4 separate regions of the Sus scrofa genome follow, and all the other regions are linked to region 2. A link is a contact called in public HiChIP or PLAC-seq and promoter capture Hi-C data. All regions are on one chromosome and are shown on one strand. Each heading gives the region's core, a stretch centred on a gene start, on an enhancer-like site or on the middle of the called end of the contact. The rest is flanking DNA. Distances are from core to core; before and after follow the strand shown.

Region 1 (3,227 bases), core at 394-2,893, 650 kb before region 2:
CCTTGCTCAGTGGGTTAACGATCCAGCGTTGCCATGAGCTGTGGTGTAGGGCGCAGATCCTGCTCGGATCCAGCGTTGCTGTGGCTCTGGCATAGGCTGGCAGCTACAGCTCCGATTCGACCCCTAGCCTGGGAACTTCCATATGCCGCGTGAGCGGCCCCCCAAAAAAGAAAAAACTGAAACTCAGTAAATGGAAGTGACATGTCTGAACTGTTACACCTAATTTCACCTATTTCCCATCTGTAGGACATTTGAATGCTTTCAAAATTTCAGGGAGTTCCCGTTGTGGCACAGTGGTTAACGAATCCTACTAGAAACCATGAGGTTGCGGGTTCGGTCCCTGCCCTTGCTCAGCAGGTTAACGATCCGGCGTTGCCGTGAGCTGTGGTGTAGGTTGCAGACGCGGCTCGGATCCTGCGTTGCTGTGGCTCTGGTGTAGGCTGGCAGCTACAGCTCTGATTAGACCCCTAGCCTGGGAACCTCCATATGCTGCGGGAGCGGCCCAAGAAATAGCAACAATAACAACAAAAGACAAAAGACCAAAAAAAAAAAAAAATTCACTAATATGTCCAGTGCTGCTTTCAAAATCTTTCACATAGATTATACGCCTTCTGTCCATTTTTTAGATTGTTTCCTTGGGTGCTAGTCCCTCAAATAAGACTAGGTCAAAAGTTTATGACTTCACTTCGTGTTAGGTAGTTTATTTGGCATAACTTTTTAACAATAGGGTTTCCTCTCGGATAACAATCTTTCGCTAAGTGAACTCCCTACACTCGTGGCATACTGTCTGAACACAATACACCAGGCAAGCTACTGTGCTAAATGCTCTGAATTAGCCACGAGCAAACTTGGGTCTGAGACCTTGCTTCCCTACTTATTGGTGGACAAGTCACTTATTCTGAGTCTCCAGTTTCTGTAAAACAGGAATAACATTTACCGCTAAGGTTACCGTGTGGCGCAACTGGCAGCACATTTTACAAGTATTTTACGAACTAGCAAACATCACGTACACGTGAGACATTGACGACGGTGACCCCTACTGGGCCAAGTCCTTGGAACGCTCACTGCTCACGGAAGAGATCATTTACTGAAATTAAAATGCGATATTTTCCCAATTACACTAGCTTCCATTGTTTTCTGTGCTATTTTTGGCGTTTCTGCGTGATTACACCTATAAATACCACTTATTTCTAGAACGGGCCTGTTTTAACTTGAGTTCTACAATATTTCAAATTATAATTCATGGGCATTCAAAATTAGGAAGTACGCCACTAACGAGAAAACTAGCTAAAGCCCTACAATTAGCTTGCGGCGACCGGAGGAGGGCCCACACCGCCCTGGCCTTCGGAAGCCCCGGCCCGCCGACACCCCGCTGCTCCGAGGCCCACCCGCAGCCTCTCTCTGCGCCACGGCACCAGCAGGACCCCAAACCCCGGTGGTCTCACCTAGCCGGAGGGGCCATGCGGGAAGTGCGGCTTCGGCTTCCACGAGGCATCGTAACTGCGCAACGAACGCGAACCTAGAAGACAGAGAAACTCAGAGGAGACCCTGGCGGCTTCTGCAGAGACCGACAGCGGAAGTCGGAAGGCGGGGCCGGCCTCAGCGCGCAACCAATCAGCTCTCAGGCCTTCCGTTCGCCGACGTTTCCGCGGGTTTGAAGGTCACAGGAAGAGTAGGACGTCACGGCGGCGCCTCGTCGTACGCAGTTGACGTAAGGAGCTCGGCGCCCGGGCTTTTTGCGAAATTGTAATAGGATTTGGGTGTTCACAAACCTCGTCCTCGGAGCCTAGTGCGAGTCAGAACCGCTAGCTGTTTGCTTCCTAGGGCGCAAGGACTGCAGCTGATACCTTCAGCCGTTCGCATTATTAACATGGTAGGTCAGCTCTAACCTTGAGAGAGTGAGTCAGAGCTGTGGCATGATTGCCGCTGAACCTTGGGCAAGTTACTTAACTTTTCTCATTAAGTTATTTATTGGGGTAAATATTTTTTGAGGCGCAGTGTGGGCACGTAATAACCGAAATGAAGAAAACGGAGAACTTTAGGGATCGACAGAGCTAAGTTGGTTCTACTTGTTTTTTCTGGATCCAATCAAAAATTCAGACAATAATAATGCCCCACATCTATGTATTTAATAAATGTTCCAACCCCTTCCATATATATTATAGAATTTGTGCCTGTAATTGGGATGGTATTAGTTTACTTATAATTAAACAAGATGTTCTGAATGGTCTACAAGCATTAGCTAGGTTCTGGAGATAATCTAGTTAAATGGAGTTTAAATTCAGGGAGTGAGACACTAATACCTACATAAATTGGATGGTGGAGATAGGAAGCAAAAGCAGGGTAAGGAAGTTAGAAGTTGGAGAGAGCAGGAGCCTTTGAAGAGGTGGTATCTGAACGAAATTTTTGAGTAAGTGGGGAAGCAAGCTTTGTGTTTGTCAAGGGTAAGAGCATTCCTGGCAGAGGGAACAGCAGATCCAAAGCCCTGGAGGATCTGTGCTTCAAGGATACTTGGTGTAAAGTGCTTTTAACAGTACATTTTAGGAGTTCCCTAGTGGCTCAGTTGTAATGAACCCAACTAGTATCCATTAGGATGCAGGTTCAATCCCTGGCCTCACTCAGTGGGTTAAGGATCTGGTGTTGTGTTGCTGTGAGCTGTGGTGTAGGCCCCCAGCTGCAGTTCCAATTGTACCCCAAGCCTGGAAATTTCCATGTGCCACAGTGCGGTCCTAAAAAGAAAAAAAAAAAAAAATTAAAGAAGTTATAATAGGAGTTCCCATAGTGGCGCAGTAGAAATGAATCTGACTAGAACCATGAGATCGCGGGTTTGATCCGTGGCCTCACTCAGTGGTTTAAGGATCCAGCATTGCTGTGAGCTGTGGTGTAGGTTGCAGACTCGGCTCAGATCTGGTGTTTCTGGGGCTGTGGCTGTGGTTGGCAGCTGTAGCTCTGATTAGATCCCTAGCCTGGGAACCTCCATATGCCATGAGTGTGGCACTAAAAAGCAAAAAAAAAAAAAAAAAAAAAAAAAAGTTATAGTACATACATATAATAAAATGTTATGCAGGTATTTAAAATGTTATGAAGGAATCTCTGACATGAGAAGTAGCTTTACATAATATTAAGTGAAGAGCAGGTTACAAAATAGTATACATAGTTTGTATTTTGAGGAGTTCCCTTGTGGCTTAGTGGTTAAGGATCTGGCTTTGTCACTGCCGAGGCTGATT
Region 2 (3,399 bases), core at 794-3,293:
GGGGAGAAAATTAAAACTAAAATTAGAATTAAATTTCATTCTCTGATACTGATACTTGGCAGTAATTTGAGCTTTGCTTAAAGGATGCACCAGATTATCTTGTTCTAAAATCATACTCATTTAGGTGAGGGGAGGGGTAAAAGTAATCTTAGTGAAGGGTGTAAATGATGAAATACTTAAAATTTTATTTTCAGTTATGTTACAATAAAAATACATAAATGGATGAAATAAGGCAGTTTAGTAGGAAATCTAATTTGGGGCAGCTTTGACAAAAATATCCATGTCTTGAATTACTAAAAATGATGCTGTAAACACCAAATTACTTCATGGTAACTGTTCATTCCAAAAAATAATACTTATTTTAGAGTTCCCATTGTGGCTCAGTGGTTAACGAGCCTGACTAGTAACCATGAGGTTGCGGTTTGATCCCTGGCCTCACTCAGTGGGTTGAGGATACGGTGTTTGTCGTGAGCTGTGGTGTAGGTCGAAGACACAGCTCAGATCCCAAGTTGCTGTGGTGTAGGCTGGCAGCTGCAGCTCCGATTGGACCCCTAGCCTGAGAACCTCCATATGGTGTGGATGGGGCCCTCAAAAGACAAAAAAACAAAAAAAAGTAACCAACCCCAAAATAATACTTATTTTTATTAATTATTTTTATTTTTTTCCATTATAGCTGGTTTAGAGTGTTCTGTTAATTTCCTACTGTACAGCAAGGTGACCCAGTCACACATACACATATACATTCTTTTTTCTCACATTATCATGCTCTATCATAAGTGACTAGAAATAGTTTCCACTGCTATACAGCAGGAGAAAATAATTGCTAAAAATAATACTTTAAAGTTTAACCTATCTCTAAGTACTTACACCACAAATGGATATTAGGGTCGATTATGCTGCAGTGGTTAGAACGCACCTGCTTACAGATTTCAGTCTGGTCATCTGTTCCAAATGCACTGATGAGATCTTCCTTCTTTGCAACTTGACCTTTAGAAACATTTACAAACACTGAGTGGGTCTGTAGAACTTCATCAAGATCTTTTTCCCTTGTGAGAACAGGAGAGAAAGTCCTAAATAAATACTTTTGCAACTTGGAAGTTCGTTCACATATAAATCCAAGACGGCAACGATACAAATAGTAAGAAACAACTACTTCTAAACGACCCTTGGTGCCCGGGGAACGTTTTCCAAATTGAGAACTCCATTTGTATTCACATTTACTCACTGGGGAAAAACATCGTGGGAATATGCGTGAATCACTGAGGGGTGGGGTCAGGCTGCCGCCAAGGAATTCCGTTCTCTAGATGGCAGCAGTGAATATGCTACGCACTCTAGTTAAATTACTGGGCTTAGATCTGTGACATGCACAAACTATAGAAGTACCTGGAAGACTACGACCTTTGCCTTGATCATCATTCCGAGAAAAGAACCACAATTAGAAGGGTTTCTTGGCCGTAGCTTTTATGACATTACAGCAAAAGCAAAAACCAAACCCCAAACCACACCAACAAAACAAAAAAGAGAACGTTCGCTTTAGACGCTAAGCGCGAGCAGCAGGAGTAAACTTCCCACTTCCTTCCCTGACAAGACCCCAGCATGGCAAACTCATTAGACAACCAGAGGGAGGTGGGCTCCAAGGCTATCAGCTCCAGCTCCCGCCAGGGATCGGAGGGAGAGGGTCACTCACACGCCGCTCCGCCAGCCGACGACCTTATTTTTGTAGCAGGCGATTTCAAAGCGCTTCCCGGCTCGCTTCATCCGTACCACAGCCACATTGGTCAGGCGTATCTGGTTGGTGGGGGTGAAAATCGACATCGCGGCCACTCAGCGACCTTGGGACCGGCGAACCAAGGTAAACCCGCGCCGCCGGCCTGAGGCCACCTGCGCCTCGATGTAACCACCCGGCGAGCGGCACAGTCACGCCCGCAGACTGGGCGACGCAGTGACTAACACCCTCGCGGGCCACCCCAATACACCCAGCTGACTTATTGCGCAGGCGTCAGGTGTTGCGGGAACCGCGCGAGGAAGAGGGGGCAAAAACGCCTGCGCATTGTGGCTTTTACGACATCATTCGGCGCCGGAAAGAGTAGCGCTCTTCCTTGACGTAATTTACTTTCGCGAAAGAACCAAAGAGCTCTGATTGGCTGGTGGAGATGTTTGGGGACCGGGTGGAAACTCTGACGCCGGTGCCTCATAGTTCCGGGAGTTCAGGGCCACGCCCCCCTTAACTTTACCTTATATAAAAATTGTAACACAAAATACTTAGAGAAAAGTGTAATGAGCCCCCATGTACCCATCATTCTTTCCAACAATTATCAATATTTTGCTTTTCTTGTTTCATTCTCCCTCTTTTTTTTTTGGTTGGAGCATTTTAAAGCAAATCATCTTGTGGTTTTAGCTTTAAATAGTGAAACTTCCAACAGATACACCTAACAAGATTAACCATAATCCCCTAATAACACCTCCTAGCCAACTCACAATCAAATTTACCCTAAATAATGCCTTTTTTACAGTTGGTGTGTTTCAACTGAGATTCAAATGGGATCACAAATTGCATTCGGTTGATTATGCCCTTAGTCTCTTTTAACGCTCCTCACCCCCCATTTTTTCCCCTAAATCACTCCTGTCTAATTCGGCTTTTCTCAAAGTCCGTTCCCTCCTCTATGCGGATTCCTGAGTGTGCAGGAGCTTTCCAGTTTCCATTCTCGGAGCCCTGGGCAGGGCTTTTCTCTGGGCCCATTCCTTCCCTTTCTGAGCCAATCCGACGGGGCCGGGAGTGCTCTGGATTACACTCACCAAGTTCTGGGCGGTGTTTTTTCTGGGCCCGCCCCCTTTTCCCTCTGAGCCAATCCGAGCGGGGCCGGGAGCTCTCCGGTTTCTTTTCACCAAGCTCTGAGCGGAGCTCGCCTCTGGGCCCGCCCCTTCCCCCTCTGAGCCAATCCAGACAGGCCTGCGAATGGCATGGCTGCCCCCAGTTTCTCAGGCTCTGGGCACACGGCTAATGCTACAAGGAGGTTCTGGCGGTTTCCCAGTATTCGCGCCGGACGCTAGGTTTGTTAGGTCCGCTGTCCTGGGCTCCAGTCGCGCCGCAGGACTTGGGCTCTAAGAAGAATGGGTAAGGGCCCCCAGCGGGCAAGATTCCTGGGGCGGGAAGGGAGAGAGCCGTTTTTCTGAGACCCTCGGGCCCCTTCCCCCGGAATACGTTGACCTTCTCACCCTGGGACCAGTGTTGCTGAGGACAAGGGAGGACTGATCCCTGCTTGTGACCTGGCTTTGGCCTTTTGAGGCTAGGAGATGAGTATAGACCTATGCCCCTAAACTCATGTAAAGGGCAGAAAAAACCGCCTCTCCCCCTCACCCACGGGTGTTGAGGACTTTTGGTCCTTTCTAGGATGGAGT
Region 3 (3,093 bases), core at 38-2,537, 950 kb before region 2:
CAAAAGAAGGGCCAGGAATTGTTGCTGACTCCCCCTCCTCCCAGCGCACCCAGGCCGCAGTGTTTAAAGAGTGCTTCCACACTTGCTAGTGCCTCAACTGATAGGTTCCCAGGGGGATGGTGGACTTGAAACACGGGTCAATGACATTAGAAAGTCGCTGACCAAGAATCAACCACCCTGTCTGCTAAGTCAATCAACTACCCCGCCCGATTAACCACCCTGCCTGCTTAAGTCAATCCCTGCCCAAGGCAGGGTGGTTACAGCACTTATCCGGACAGGAGAAATGGAGAGGGAAAGCTATCGTCCTTTGCCACCCTCCTCCCTCGCACATTGTTCCCTCCACGTTTTGCTGGCAACCAGCCTTTTATAACTAGATCTCCACGGAATTCCCATAGTGGCCGGTAGTAACGAACCGACATAGTGTCTATGAGGATGCTGATTAGATCCCAGGCCTTGCTGAGTGGGTTAAGGATCCCGACCTGCCGAGAGCTGTGATGTAGGTCGCAGACGCAGTTTTGATCCCGCTTGCTGTGGTTGTGGTGTAGGCCAGCAGCTGCAGTTCCAGCTCCAATTGGACCCCTAGCCTGGGAATTTCTATATGCCGAGGGTGCGGCCCTAAAAGGGGTGGGGGTGGGGAAGAACAACTCCTCACAATCGCTGCTGATGCCATCCTGAGCTCGGCCCATCTATTTGGGATGCCTTAATAAATCACTCCTGCTTTACTGACTTGGCCTTGGCCGGTCCTCGCCCAGCAAACCTCAAGCACAAGAGGTGAAGACACTCAGGACCCAGGAATCCAGCACCGGAAACGGAAAGGTCCACTAGCTCCTGCCGCTCTAGGAAGTGGCAGCGAACGGTATCGATAGCTTTAACCCTCTTGTTCACTTGACGGAGCAAATGCTCCCATCTGTAGCCGCTGTGAGGAATGTGACACCTTCTGCTTGGCTCGGGTTCTGAGCTCATCAACGCGGACTTCGGTGCCCCGGCCACCGCTGGAGGGGCGGGGAGGACGGCAAAGCGAGCCTGAAGGAAAAGGCTGTCGCTGGGGACACTCTGGGGGCGGAGTAGCCAAGTCACCTGGAGCAGTACAGTACTGAGACTCCGTAGTCGGATATCTGGGTTCTCCAGAGACACTGACCCATTCGAGTACCGGGAGAGTTGCCTACTATCCTACGCGGGGCATGTTACGCTTGGCGCGGACTACGTATCCAAGCATGCGCCGCACACGCCTCTTAGGCACGCACAGCGATTAGATAACCACCACTCTCGTCGAGCCTTCTGCGACTGTGCAGGTCAGAGCACCAAGGATCGGGAACTACAACTTCCGACTGGCATAATTACTGCGGCGGCGCTATTTAAAAAGCGTCAGAGAGGAGGTGCCTGGCCACGCCCCTCCTTCCAGTTCCGCTCTCTTGGATGCGCTGCGAAGGGGGGGCGGAGCCTTAAGCCTGAGCCAAGATGGCGGCCGCGAAGCCAACCCCCACGGACTCGCTCTCGTTCTGCCTCGCGCAGCTCACGGCGGCGGCCGGGGAGGGTCTAGGTGGGGGAAAGGACACAGCTACCAACGAGACACCCTTGGGCCGCGCGCTCTTAGCCCTCCGCACGCGCCACGTCAAGGCAGCGGGGGGAATCGAGCGCTTCCGGGCACGCGGCGGGCTCCGCCCCCTTCTCGCTCTGCTACGGCGAGCGGCTGCAGCGGGTCCCGCCCTGTCCCAGGCTGGCTCAGGCTCCACCCCCTCTTCGGTCGAGTCAGCGGCTTCTTCTGGCCCCGCCCCCTCGCCGGGCCCCGCCCCCTCCGCAGCTTCGTCATCACCGACGCCCTCTCCGCCAGCGCGCCTGCGCAAGACGCTGGACTTAGCGCTCAGCATCCTAGCCAACTGCTGTACGGAAGGGGCGTGCCGGGCTGAAGTGCGCAGACTCGGAGGCATACTCCCATTGGGTAAGTGCTCCGCCCTCATTTCCTAGGATTCCACCCGAACTTGTGTCCTATTCTGGGCGTGGGCAGAGTCTTTGAGTTCTGTGTGTGGTAGCCTGGAAGACTGCGCTTTATGACGGCACAGCGCCCCCCCGCTCTTTAGCTGTCATGACCCGTGATGTCACTGCTCTCTATAAATTAGACCCTAGCCCTCCTAGATCAGATAATTACAAGCAGTTACTTACTGGCTGTGGAGCACCACTCTCGCCTCTGGGCTGGTGGAGGCCAAAGGATTATGTAGTGACTCTTTCAAATGATTCTTACTCTCCACTTAAGGCCTTGTGTCTGGCCTTGTGCAGGAGCAAGTCCCATTTGATGAACTGGTGGTCAGAAAGTGTGCTCTGCGGTCAGCTAGACTCATCCGAGGCTAGGATGGTAAAATGGTGTAATAATAGTTACTTCAAAAAATTGGAATAGGGAGTTCCCTTCGTGCTTCAGCGGTTAACGAATCCGACTAGGATCCACGAGGATGCAGGTTCGATCCCTGGCTTGCTCAGTGGATTAAGGATCCCACGTTGCTATGAGCTGTGGTGTAGATCGTAGGTGCGGTTCTGATCTCCCCTTACTCTGGCTCTGGTGTAGGCCGGCGGCTGTAGGTCTGATTAGACCCCTAGCCTGGGAATTTCCATATTCTGTGGGTGTTCAGCTCTAAGAAGCCAAAAGAAAAAAGAAAAAAAGGAATAGAGAGACGTCCCTGGTGGCTCAATGTGTTAAAGATCTGGCATTGTCACTGCTGTGGCTCAGATCACTGCTGTGTTGTGGGTTCCATCCCTAGCCTGGGAACTTCCACCCGCAGGGAAAAAAAAAAAAAGAAGGAGAAAAAAAAATTAGAATAGGAAGAAAATGAAATACAAAAAAGGTGATAATTAGATGGATTGGGTATTTAGTTATTAAAAGCTAGCACAATAAGAACACATCCTAAGCCAATATTCTACAATGTAAATATAATGTAACCTTTAAAAATTGGGAATTACCATATTGTACACCTGCAGCTTGTATAATATCATACTTCACCTACACTTCAATTTTAAAAAAGAACCAATCCTAACAAAAGACAGCAAGCTTTTCTGTTTACCAGCTAATTTGGCGCCTCCTAGTGGCAACATTGTGAATATAGT
Region 4 (3,167 bases), core at 155-2,654, 600 kb before region 2:
AGGATTCTTTAGCCTTAAGATGCCTGCATTCCCAGCCAACATCTTGACTGCGTTTTTGTGAGAGACCCAGATCCAGAGGACCCAGCTCAACAGCATCAGATTCCTGACCCACAGAAACTGTGCGAAAATAAAGAGTTTTTTTTTTTAACTGCTACATTTGGGGTAATTTGTTATGGAACAGTTCATAACTAATACAGGACATCAATACTCAAAATTACTATATAAAACTTGAAATCTCTCTGACAGCTGCAAAGAGGAAAATGCTAGCAATCTCCCAAAATAGTGTGTTTCTTCTTAGAGAGTAACATACATATAGTTTTCTTTTAGTTTTGGCCACCAGGAAACTCAGAGCTAATTTGTGGCTCCTTTTAATAATTATGTGATACCCTATGGCCTGCTTAGCTGTGTTCTTAACTCCTGGTCTTTCCTTTTTTTTTTTTTTTTTTTTTTTTGTCTTTTTAGGGCTGCACTCGAAGTATATGGAGGTTCCCAGGCTAGGGGTCATATCAGAGCTGCCCCTGCTGGCCTACACCACAGCCACAGTAACACCGGATCTGAGCCATGTCTGCAACCTGCACCACAGCTCGTGGCAAAGCCAGATCCTTAACCACTGAGCGAGGCCAGGGATCGAACCTGCATCCTCATGGATACCAGTCAGGTTAATTTCCCCCGAGCCACAACGGGAACTCCCTGGTCTTTCCTTTTCATTTGTCTTTTTCTTCATCCTGATTTTTTAGTTAATTTTTATTCTTTTCTATATTGCATGAATTAAGTTGTCATCTCAAATTCAGCTCACAGGGAATCAAGTCATTCGGCAATAATAATTTTAAAGAATAGTTTAAAAATAGTTAAATTCGCACTTGTAGAACGTGAGGTGCCTGGAAGTGGTGATGGAGATCAGGTAACACAAGTGAGGCTCTGGAGCTTGGCTCTGGAGCTCAGTGCAATGGCCAAGGTTCATTTGGGTTGGGTCCGAAAATATCAAGTGAAAATGACAAAAAAGGGGGGAAGGATGGCAATTGATTGTCATTCCGAGGAGGTGGGGCCAAGGGCTTATCCATTCACACCCGGTGGTATCTTCAAAATTTATTCCTTGCACCTGGTCTCCTAGGGCCCGCCCCGCCCCTCTCCGAGCCCCCGCCCCTCCCCTCTCTGAGCCCCCGCCCCTTCCTTGACCCCTCCCCCCTCGGAGTCCCGCCCACCGCGCGCGCCGCACCGCCTCTGGCTCCGCCTGCCGGCCCGGCCTCCCGGGCGGTTGCGCGCTCCGCCCCCTCCCTCCGCGCCCGCGCGCGCCTTCCCCGCCCCGCCAGGCTCTCTCCTTTCGGGGCGGTTGGGCCGCGCGCCTGTGGGGGCGGGGCCCGGAGGAGGCCATCGAGCCAATGGGGCGCGGCGGCGGCGGTGGCAGTGGCGGCGGCGGCGGAGGCGGTGGCGGTAGCGGCGGCGGCTGGGTCGGGCCCCGACGGGCGGCGGCGGCTGAGGTGGAGGCGGAGGGAGGCGGCGGCGGCGAAGGAGGCGGCGGTGGCGGCGGAGGGGGGAAGATGGCGGCGCCCGTCCTGCTGAGAGTGTCGGTGCCGCGTTGGGAGCGGGTGGCCCGGTATGCAGTGTGCGCCGCCGGGATCCTGCTCTCCATCTACGCCTACCACGTGGAGCGGGAGAAGGAGCGGGACCCTGAGCACCGGGCCCTCTGCGACCTGGGCCCCTGGGTGAAGTGCTCCGCCGCCCTTGCCTCCAGGTAGTCCAGCTGTGGGGAACGGGCCGGGAGCGGCCGAGCGGGACGAGGGCGGAGGCTGGGGGTGGGGAGCGCGCGGCGGGAGCTCGGGCCTGGGGGACAGCGGGGACCGGGCCGCGAAGGGACGGACGGCTCCGCGAGCCTGGCCGGGGGCCGCGGCCCGGGTCGGGGGGCGGCGGCCCGGGGGCCGGCCCGAGTACAGGCCGCCGGGGCGGAGGTGGCGGGGCCGAGAGACCGGCGAGGAGGGATGAGGTGGCAGAGTGTAGCCAGGAGGCCGGAGCGGACCGAGAGCAGTTGGGCAGGCTGGGGCCGGGCTGAGAAGGAGCAAGCAGGGTTCGCGGAGGGTGGGTCCCCGCCAGCTTGACAGATTTCCTGGTTCTTGCCCGGGGAGGCGGGTCGGAGGCGTGCGACCCTGCCGGGGGGAACCGTGAGGTCAGTGTCCACCCGTCGTCCGGGGTCGCTGCTGCAGCCCAAGGCTGTGCGGCCAGCGTGGGCTCGGGGTTGCATTTCCTACTGTCTTCCCGGTGCTAGGACAGGTGTTTCCGTGGTCAGGCCTCTTTGTACTCTGTAGCGCTAATGAGAATTTGCAGACTTCTGGAGACAGTGACATTTGCGAGCAAAAACGAATTTGACCCTACTCTGGAAGAAGATACTGGCACTTAACATATCTGATTTCTTGGATTCCCCCTCTTATTTTTCAGTGTGCCCGGGAGGGGGGAATGGCTTGAGTGTGGGTCTAGCCTAAGCTTACTTTGAGGAAAATATGTGTATGTCATGTATAGTGATGATGTTTGGGGTATTAGGGTGATGTCTAAACCTTGTTGGTTGGTATAATGGAATATTCCCCGAAGAGTAAAAATACATGCATCACTAAACTGGAGAGATTGGTTTGTTTTACTGATAATTTTAGGGTTTTTAAAATGTTGTAGTTGGTTTACTGCTTTTCTGCATTAGATTTTCCTAGGCAAGTTATTTTGAAAAAGAGGAGTTTACATCTTAAAAGTGGCTGTTCTTTTTTCTTATTGAGGAGGATTCGTGTTTTTAAAAGTAGCAAAAGTGAAAGAAATTATTTCACAATTGATAGAGACGCTATGCCTAATATTGTTAACAGTAGTCACATTTGAGTAATTTCTTCCTCTTCTGTTGATCTGTAAATTACTAGGTAGATGCTAATGTATAGCTCACTAGTTTATTTTGACCTACATATTGGTGATTACAGGAACAACCTAGTATTGGAGTTTGTCTTGTTACTATTTACAAACTTTAGGTTACTGATCTTCTCCCCTTAGACAGCCTTCTTCCCTGAACCAGGTACTCATTTGCCCTTAAACCAAAATCCTGTAGCTTTTTAGTGGGAAAATAGTCATTATTGCTACATTAAACATAATGTGTTTAAAATGTTGATGCTAATTAACATTTAAAATATGTCAGTGTGATA

The links. Promoter capture Hi-C pulls out the DNA fragments that hold promoters and counts their contacts. HiChIP or PLAC-seq counts read pairs in DNA pulled down with a chosen protein or histone mark.
Region 1: an H3K27ac HiChIP or PLAC-seq map of alveolar macrophages shows a contact between it and region 2. The contact joins the promoter of CHCHD2 here to the promoter of SBDS in region 2. A contact is called at or near these places in 1 of 5 promoter capture datasets (fetal liver) and 1 of 2 datasets of contacts at active chromatin or transcription factors (alveolar macrophages).
Region 3: a contact with region 2 is called in an H3K27ac HiChIP or PLAC-seq map of alveolar macrophages. The contact joins the promoter of ARMC5 here to the promoter of SBDS in region 2. A contact is called at or near these places in 2 of 47 Hi-C or Micro-C datasets (heart right ventricle and skeletal muscle) and 1 of 2 datasets of contacts at active chromatin or transcription factors (alveolar macrophages).
Region 4: a promoter capture Hi-C map of fetal skeletal muscle shows a contact between it and region 2, with 2.8 times the contacts expected there. The contact joins the promoter of VKORC1L1 here to the promoter of SBDS in region 2. A contact is called at or near these places in 2 of 5 promoter capture datasets (fetal liver and fetal skeletal muscle) and 1 of 2 datasets of contacts at active chromatin or transcription factors (alveolar macrophages).

The regions. Positions count from the first base shown.
Region 1 is chr3:16,810,825-16,814,051 of Sscrofa11.1, reverse strand. It overlaps CHCHD2 (coiled-coil-helix-coiled-coil-helix domain-containing protein 2), which reads right to left and starts at 1,643. Exons shown (of 4, transcript XM_003124448.4): 1 at 1,446-1,643. The coding sequence starts at 1,495. It overlaps LOC102162776 (a long non-coding RNA gene), which reads left to right and starts at 1,737. Exons shown (of 4, transcript XR_001307408.2): 1 at 1,737-1,873.
Region 2 is chr3:16,160,168-16,163,566 of Sscrofa11.1, reverse strand. It overlaps SBDS (SBDS, ribosome maturation factor), which reads right to left and starts at 2,043. Exons shown (of 5, transcript NM_001244393.1): 1 at 1,688-2,043; 2 at 917-1,046. The coding sequence starts at 1,815. It overlaps TYW1 (S-adenosyl-L-methionine-dependent tRNA 4-demethylwyosine synthase), which reads left to right and starts at 2,915. Exons shown (of 16, transcript XM_021086357.1): 1 at 2,915-3,115. The coding sequence starts at 3,112.
Region 3 is chr3:17,106,717-17,109,809 of Sscrofa11.1, reverse strand. ARMC5 (armadillo repeat-containing protein 5) reads left to right here and starts at 1,287. Exons shown (of 6, transcript XM_021086388.1): 1 at 1,287-1,939. The coding sequence starts at 1,459. It overlaps LOC100626250 (cytochrome c oxidase subunit 6A2, mitochondrial), which reads right to left and starts at 1,187. Exons shown (of 8, transcript XM_021086396.1): 1 at 728-1,187.
Region 4 is chr3:16,762,334-16,765,500 of Sscrofa11.1, reverse strand. VKORC1L1 (vitamin K epoxide reductase complex subunit 1-like protein 1) reads left to right here and starts at 1,404. Exons shown (of 3, transcript XM_003124445.4): 1 at 1,404-1,732. The coding sequence starts at 1,539. LOC102162776 (a long non-coding RNA gene) reads left to right here. Exons shown (of 4, transcript XR_001307408.2): 4 at 1-152.